2 separate regions of the Triticum aestivum genome follow, and region 1 is linked to region 2. A link is a contact called in public Hi-C data. All regions are on one chromosome and are shown on one strand. The core of a region is the stretch at or near the end of the contact, and the rest is flanking DNA. Distances in the headings are between cores, read along the strand shown. Region 1 holds the start of LOC123056874. Region 2 holds the start of LOC123060923 (kinesin-like protein KIN-14A).

Region 1 (4,407 bases), core at 1,340-3,839, 220 kb after region 2:
TCTGGTAGAATTTCACTACACATAATAACTTAATAAGTTTACAACAGCAAAAGGCATACTTTGCAGTTTGAAGCTCAAGTACTAAATATGAAAGCAAAGTGCCATGTACTGATGTACACCCAACTGGTCCAAAGCCCCTCGTCAAACATAATTCATATCGCATCATACCAGGGATTGTAATAATGCTGTACCATTGATTTTTGTCATCCCATAGACATTTATAATAGCAATAAGCAATGCATACATACAATTGGCTAAAATCACGTTTGCTCAAGTGGCAGTGGCTTCAAATTAAGATAAATACCTTAAAACGCTATAATAAACCTGTCAGTTCTTATGGTCAAAAATAAAACATAGTTAATCTTGCGTCGTACCAGTCACTGTAATATTTTTGTTCAAGAGATATCCCAGCTATGGTAAGATGTTAATGCTGACAGATTCAGAGTTCCAATTAGACAGAGAATGCAGATTTTTTTTACCTCAACTCACGCCAATCTATTCCCATGGGTTTGAGCATGGCATTAGGAATTTAAGGCTCTAACTTCCTTCTTATAGCCATATAGCAACAAAAAATAAGTATTCTCTCGGCGGCTACTTCTTTAGCCTATAAATGCACATGATTTCCCATCCTATAATCCACACTGAATAACAAAGAAGGGGGTATGGGGTCATTCCACTCACATTTCTTAACCGCCCAACAAAACTCCCAGTTCTGTCCTGTTACTGTGAGTCTGCAAGTAGCAGCAGGGATGAAAAAACACCACTGTGAAAACCAGTATATGTCTTTGGCCTCAACATAAAGCTAAATTGAGCAGTTTGATTCCATGTTATAGAACTTTGTCACATAGTTAAAGTCAATACTGCCAGATTACCAAGTGTTGCCGTCAGTTCTCAGGGAGTAACGACACAATAAAATAGAAACAGTTTTGTACTGATCAGTGATCACATTGATTAGGACGAGGATGGAGTTTTTTTACAGAACTATTAATCCCCAAAAAGCTGATGTGACCAGCCTACTTGCATGCTATACAAAAGTAATTAGCCACATTCTATTCTGTACTACCCTGGTTGTGACTGAATCGAGTAAAACAACAACATTGCTTGCAAAGGCACAGCATTGTACTATCTAGCAGCAGCAAGCGCATATTTCGGCATACCGATGCTGGATGCTGGATGCTTACCCGAGCCACAATGTCGGCGTCGACGACAGGGACGCCGGCGGATTTGAAGAGGCCAGAGACGGTGCTCTTCCCCGAAGCAATTCCACCCGTCAAGCCGACCAGTCTCATCTGAAAATCGGTTCGCACGAGACGATTTAGAGCGCGTGGGGATGACCCCGTCTGTTCCAACTCTCATAGATTGGGGATAACCGATTTTTTAAAACCGAATTTAATCACAGGTGGAGAGTTTAACAAATGGAGGGGATACGAAACCACACCTAATTCAGCAATTTTTAGGTAAATAAAAGAGGGGGCCGAATCGAAAGGGGAAATTCGTCGGGCGCTGTGTTCTTCTCGAGTGCTCTCGGGTGATCAAGTGAGCGAGAGATACCTTGCGATCTCGAGGCCGATGCGTCCCGGTAGGCCACACGCAGCAGGCCTCCTCCGCGCCGCCGCTACGTTGCAACTCTCTTCTTCAAGCGTGCCGTCGCAAATTTGTTTCTCCGCCAGCCAGCCGCCGTCGCGTAGCTGCGTGCGAATAATCATGAGAGTACAATTACTCCATCCGGTCCTTTTTACTCTACATATTAGGTTTGTCCGAAATCAATCTCATCCAACTTTAATCAAGTTTATATAAAAAAATTATAGACATTCACATAACAACATCAATATCATTAGATTCATCTTGAAATATGTTTTCATATTATATTTATTAGATATTATAGATACTAATAATTTTTAATATAAATTCGGTCAAACATAGTAAAGTTTGACTTTCGGCAAAACCAATGTGCAGAGTAAAAAGGACCGGAGGGAGTACCAAGTAGGGGGAAAAGGCGGCGCGGTTGGGCAGCGTTTGCCAAAGCAACCACCCAAAGTGGTTAAGCCTTTAAATTTGTACTGTACGTTGAAAACACATAGAATAAATTCCTTAAAAAATACTCCCTCCGTTTCATAATGTAAGACTTTTTCTGACACTATAGTAGTGTAAAAAAACGCCTTACATTATGAAACGGAGGTATTTGAGAAAAAAATGGATCCTAATAAATGTCACGCGTATACGAGTGCATGCAACTTCAAACGTTTTTGAATGTAAGTTTAATGACATGAATATGACAACTTTAGTTAGCAAGTATAACAACTTTCATGCTTCAATTTATTTTTCGACAGAAACTTGTCGTTTGTCATTGAATTTTGCCATATTTACGTGACTAGTATTGCCAAACATGTCAGGTTGGAGTGCCACCTACCTAATGTGTGGCACTTATCATAACCGAAAAATTACAGGTCCCGTATATTATCACATGCATACCTCATATTTGCAGTTTTCAAGTCATTTTTGAGGGAACTCATAAATCGGTCAACGCCGAACCAGGCAGCCCGGCGCCATCGAGCGCGAGCAGCAAGAGCAGCACTAGAGCAGGCGGTCATGCGTTCTGGTTGTGCATGTGTGAGCGATTGACCGGAGCATGCGTGTGGCCGTCGTTCTGGCCAGAATTTTTTTTACGGTATGAGTTTATGAGATCTATTCGGTTCGATGTCATGTGATGTCGTAAATTCGTGTCAGGGGGGGCCGTATATTGTTTTTACAGGACCTACTAAGTTGCTCTAAGGGAAACTGTCATACATGTAGTTATAAACATCTGACCTATCACCAAAAAACATCTATCTCCTTTTATTTGAGCTCCACAGAAACTCTCTCGTGCCTCAAAAAGTTGTTCCAAAACCTATCACTAAAATAGAACAGGAAGATCCTCTGACTCCAACTGACCGTCCTCCCCATCCCCGTTACCGCTATCTAGCAGCTGCACTGCCAGAAATGGACGATGTCATCTCCAAATCATCTCTCAAAACCTCTCCCTAGCCTTCGAGGATCGAAAAAGAGGTGGCGTTGCCCACTGCCACCATTGGGTTGCGGGCTCTCGGCGCTGCAGCCACTATCGAACATGTGTTGTGCTCGTCACCGTGAGCAACTTGCATCTAATGCCACCCTTTATAGAAAAATGCCAACAATTAATGGGTCCCGTGTATCGAGAAGCATTAACGTACGCATCAAGAGCGTAGCCTCGCAATGTCCACGTTGACACAGGTACGACAAGAAAATCGGATGGAGCTAGCGAATGGGTTGGGCAGGAGCGCGAATGGTTCGACTTTTTAATCCCACACGCATCCTCTCTCCTTCTTTCCACCCACCTGCTAGGGTTTCCGTCGTTCCGGCCACCGCTGCCGCCGCCGGCGCCCGACGCCGCCACCATCCCGGCTCAAAGGTCAGTAGCGCCGCTATCTATCTTGCTCACGCTTGTAGCTTCACCATCTCCCTCCCTTTGAATCAGACTCTGCCTCCTCTTTCCCCCTTCCCCACAGCCTAATGTTCCCTCTGCCTCCATCCCCACGCTTGCAGCGGCGACCCAAGGAGGAGCTCCGGACTCGGCTGGAGTAGCTCGAGCAGCGGTGGTGGTCCACAACGCCATCAACGTCTTCCTCGGCAGAGCAACGTAGGCCGTACAGACGTCCGGCTCCGTCCTGCTCTAGCGGCGCCGCCTGTCCACCCGACGAACAAAAGAGGATTAAGGAGGAGATGCACGACGGAGGTGCACACGCTCTTCCCTGTGGGACGACGGTGGTGTTCTTGCTCTAACCAAATTCCACCCCCTCGATCCCAAGTCAGATTCAAGTTCGCTTTTCATCAGTCTGATGACAAATATTCCTGTTTGGTTGACGGTGGTGATCAAGGGGTGGAATTAGTTCATGCGTACAATTTATTAGCACAGCGCCACACCAGAGTACTTATGGCGACGATGATGACGAAGCAAGCTGACTTCTACTTCCGGCATACTGTTGGCTGATGCTTTGTACAGCAGCAATGCGTACTCGACCTCCGATTCGAATTTTGATCGTTGCACAGAGCTGGCTCCAATAACTTGGACACTCACGAACACAATAGCCTCTGCCGATCGATTTTGTGGCCGGCCATAAACGCTACGGATACAAACAAAATCAATTGGACACAATAGCCTCTGCCACAAGTGCTGGCTGTTTGCTTTATTACTAAATTCATTCATGGTATGCAGGGTACATGCATATATGAATCCATACTTGGATGGTTGGACTGTTGACAGAATAGGTTCGTATGTGAAAATAACATTAAGCATTAGAGCATTATACTTATTCAGATTTGGTCAGAACATACATATACCAGCTAGGCCAATTGCTTTTTTCATGCTACTGTTAGCATGCACTGATGTAG
Region 2 (4,282 bases), core at 1,626-4,125:
TGCACAAAATGCACAAGTCTGACAACACAAACAAAAGGAACTTGGTAAGTTGGTATAACCACAGTTTAGAATTCAGAACTGAGAAATATGAAAGATCGAAGATCTTAGTGTCTGCTTGTATCACATGGTATTTTCTAAAAGCTGTGCTTCAGAGTAATAAAACAAATACAAACTCCATCGGTTTCATTCGTTAGGAGGAACCCAACCGCCAAGAGTAGGAAATAAAGTTAAGATTCCTCATAGTTCTACATTTCTACGGTATCAGTATTCTTACTTTTATACAGAACTTGTTCTTTGTTTTACGTAGAAAGATGTAGTTCTAACATCTCTCCCAGTATTACAGTGTGGTAACAGTAATATACTTAAGTTATGATGTAATAATCACTAATATATGGAAGGAAGTTCACATTATCACACATATTGGTGTGCACTAAATTGAGCAAGAATATAAGTGTGCATGAAAAGAATAAGACAACACAATTTAGTTGAGATGATGATAAGAAACGGAAAATATTTGGTGCAACAACGCTTTGAGTAGACATCAACTTATGATATGCAAAAATATACTGAGACGTCATCTGAATAATAACAGTGCAACTAATGGCGAAGGAATCACATATTTATGTGGATTCTCAACCATTTGACACAGGCATTTTTCAGAAAAGATGTCTTATACCGAATATGGAAAGACGCAGGTACTTACTGTTGCGGCCTGCCTATAAAACAAAAGTAAGCCTGAGTGCGACTAAATTGGTGAGGCTAGCGTCAACAAATACATATGGCATTTGAGAGGAAGAATTCAATAGATAAGTCACCTGTTCTTTTTCCAGTTGATTTGATAAAATAGTGCCAACTAGTGTTACTGGATCCTGGAAAATAAGTTTAGCCATATCAGAAAACTGATACATGGTTCTGTACATTCAACCAAAAAAATTGTTGACTAAGGACCTTTTTAAGAGCGTCCTGGTTCAGATTTTCCTTGCAGCTTATCATGCAATCAAGAATAATCCTCTGAAGTTTTCCAATTGCCTCTGCAAATGCACAATACATAGATGGTCGAATTATTCATCAGATACTATGTTTAACCAAGTCGCTGAAATTAGTTAACGCATGGAGCAAAACATAAATAGCACAATTAATTGAGAAATCAACTAAAGAAGCAGCATCCATACGGCGACAGAGGTTACTTACCAGCTAGAAACATTTAAGCACTATAAGTGTAAAAAACTTGCAAAGTAAAGTGCATCACAAACCTTCCATGTTAGGACCCACGTTTTGAGAAGATTGTCCCTCGGCATCAATCTCTGTCAAGTCTAGACACTTTTGAGGGGTAGAAGATCCTAAAGTGACATTTTCAGACTGAACATGAATTGCAGAGCGTGGTGCAAGAGGTGATTTCATATACTTGACTGGCCCATAGGTTCCGCTGCATTTCTTTCGCTCCTGGTAGGACTTCAGAGAATTGACACAATCAGCTATCTTGCCCACTGACCCAGCATCAAGATTGTCCTGCACAAACAACCAAATTAGCGTCGTGGATAATGGGCATCGATCCATCATCAAGATTAACACAGTAAGGATAGCTAGCAAACCTTTTCCAAATCAGAGGCCTCAAAGCTCGGCAACTTTAGCGCCTGAACAGCAACCAAGAAATTGCGGATGTTCTCAAAATATTGAAAAGCCGTCGATGGCTGGCTATCGCAGGGGGCGTTTGCAACAACCTTTGGCACAACACCTGGCTGTATTTTGTTGATGGCCTTGCATAGGACAATGCCGTTTCTTAGAGCAGCAACAAATTCTTGTTCCGATGGGCAATGGGTAAGGCCGAAGGGCCCAACCATGCTCTCTAGCCACGCTGCAGCCTGGTGCCGTCTCCATGCTTGCACAAACCAAAGCAAGAAGTACAGTGAGCCAATGAGATTTACACAAGCACAACTCCATGTGTTGGAAATTGTGGCATGTTAAACTAAACATGGTAGTATTGGCTACATATGCAAGGAAATGCAGTAATGCGGCGTTCTAGCTGCAAGAATGGCACTCTTGCATTAAAAGTATAATTAGAACTGGCCAACTGCACAATCTGGTTTAGGATTTTCCTCCGCAACTAACATTGTTTTTCTTACAGAAATGAAAGCATGCATAATAATAATAATAACCGGAATAAAAGCTGCACTTTCACTGCTTTGCACGGGTTCTTGGAGCAAAGATAGCAGCGACAGATTCAGGAATCACCGAAACATATCGCAGAACTAGGGTTGAATGCACAGCAGCGCGTCTGAGTCTGACGAACACCGATTTCTACAACGAACTTCCGCCAACAAGCGCGTCGATTTGACCAATATAGAAGCAGGAAAAAAAGAATCGTTGCACATCAGATGGCACAATATCCGCAGGATCCCGTGATTCAATAAGGGTATATCCAGAAATGGAACCGCGCGATTCCCGCGAGCCCTCCGCCAAAGTTACTAAAACAAACGCGCCCGAAAATGGCCACGCGCTCGCTTCAGCGCAAACCCGCCCAGAACCCAACCAAAACGAGGCGCAGCAAGAAAGAAGAAGAAGACGGGCCGCAGGAATCTCGAAGGAGACACCGCGCTGCAGCCTACAGGGATGAACCGATCAAGCAAGAAGCCATGGATGGGGGCGACGAGAGATCTGCGTACCAGCCTCCTCCGTCTTCCGCGACGCGAAGCGGCCGTTGCGGAACGACACCCTCCGCGCCTCCGCCATGCGCCTCCCTCCGCCCCTCACCCCGCTCGGGTCCCGGCGCGCCTCCGCGTAGGCTTCTGGAAGCTTCGATTCGGGAGCAGCGCGCCGCGTGGGGAGGGAGGGGAGAGAGAGAGGGGGGAGGGGTTTGAATTCGAAACTGTGGGGTGCGGCGGTGGGGCCTGCCCGAGGCGGTTAAAGGTGTCCGGGATCTCGACACCGCCCACCGAAGATCGGACGGACAGGGAGCGCTCTGCTGGCTCGGGGCCTGTGCGTGTGCGGCGCCGGCCTCCTGGTACTGTGCTGTGCTGGTGGGGAAACCCGTCGTCGTGGGGGCAACTTGCCAGTCAATGGCCGTGGCCAGACAGTCGGACGCAAGTTCAGGTGGTGCTCCTCCATGGGTGCACCGACCATGCCGACGCTCCTAGTACTATCGGCGGTGTCGTGTGGATGTAAACAAGATGCGCTATATTTACTAATGCAATCTGAGCTATCATTTCGCTCGATTCCAATCTGACCATATCCCGATCGTACCAATTCAAGTGGCCAAAGGTGTTTTTATGTTCCAATCTGAGCGTATCGATATCATAATTAAAGCAACTTCATTGGGGCCGCCGCCGCCGCCGTTCATTTCGTCCGTTCGGCCCCCAGGGCGCTAAAAAATAGCGGTACAGGGGTGAACCGGCGCTAGTTTGGCCCCTGGGGCGACCTAGCTTTCAGTCATGCCCCCAGACGCCGTCCCAGGACGCGGAAAATTCGAGCTTGATCGTTCTCGCTCACAAAATACGTCACACAAATCCGGCGATCGCAAGTCACAGTTCGACGATCGGACAGGCGCACAAAAAATAGAGCGGCAGAAGTTTGCGTTCGCATCACTCGGCAGGCTCTGCCCCAGGCGTCGGCAGAGTTGGCGTGTGCGGACTTGGCGGTGTCGGAGCTGCTTCTGCGCTGGGCGGTGTCGGCGCGGCATCGATACTGCTGGGCGTCGTGGAGGCGTCATCACGCGGGCTTGGCGGCGGCGTCGCGTGGGCGTCGGCGTCGGCAGCGGTGTCGAGGAAAGCTGGTTCAGGTTGAGGCCGCGCTCCGCCAAGTACCACGTCTTGACCGCCTCGTCGGTGCTCTGGAGCATGTCCGCCCCGCCCAGCAGGAAAGTCAGGTCGGTGTTTCTCTTCTTCGCGGCGACGTTGGTCCGGAGCAGGTCGAGCTTGACGGTGCTGCTCGACATCAACGCCGACCACCGCGCGTCGGTCTTCTCTTCACGAAGGACGGCCCGGGCCTGCACGTCGGCGAGGCAGTGCTTGATGGACTCGTGCACTCGAGCGGTAGCCGCGTCGACGTGTTTCCCCTTCTTGACACCTTTGTTGCCGTCCGGCCGCCCTTCCGATGCGCCAGGAGTCGGCGCGTCCGGCTTATAGGTCTCCTTCGCCTTGTCGAGGGTGCGCCGGGCTTCCGCCCACTTCTCGCACTTGTCAATGCGCTTGTAAACATGAAGGTACTTGAATTCGGCGTTGATGTTGCTCTGCCAGTACAGGGCGAACATGCGCAGCAACTGCGCGGAGGAACAAACAATTGGCAG

What was found. A called contact is a pair of places that touch in the nucleus more often than the background predicts.
Region 1: a contact with region 2 is called in a Hi-C map of leaf, with 9 times the contacts expected there. The contact joins the promoter of LOC123056874 here to the promoter of LOC123060923 in region 2. A contact is called at or near these places in 2 of 5 Hi-C or Micro-C datasets (leaf and an unstated tissue).

Annotation. Positions count from the first base shown.
Region 1 is chr3A:189,800,154-189,804,560 of IWGSC CS RefSeq v2.1, forward strand. It overlaps LOC123056874, which reads left to right and starts at 2,590. Exons shown (of 8, transcript XM_044480114.1): 1 at 2,590-2,610; 2 at 3,225-3,427; 3 at 3,562-3,751. The coding sequence starts at 2,590. It overlaps LOC123060925 (dephospho-CoA kinase), which reads right to left and starts at 1,718. Exons shown (of 4, transcript XM_044483790.1): 1 at 1,552-1,718; 2 at 1,182-1,289; 3 at 1-731.
Region 2 is chr3A:189,581,396-189,585,677 of IWGSC CS RefSeq v2.1, forward strand. LOC123060923 (kinesin-like protein KIN-14A) reads right to left here and starts at 2,876. Exons shown (of 20, transcript XM_044483785.1): 1 at 2,664-2,876; 2 at 1,593-1,879; 3 at 1,254-1,509; 4 at 949-1,031; 5 at 816-869. The coding sequence starts at 2,730.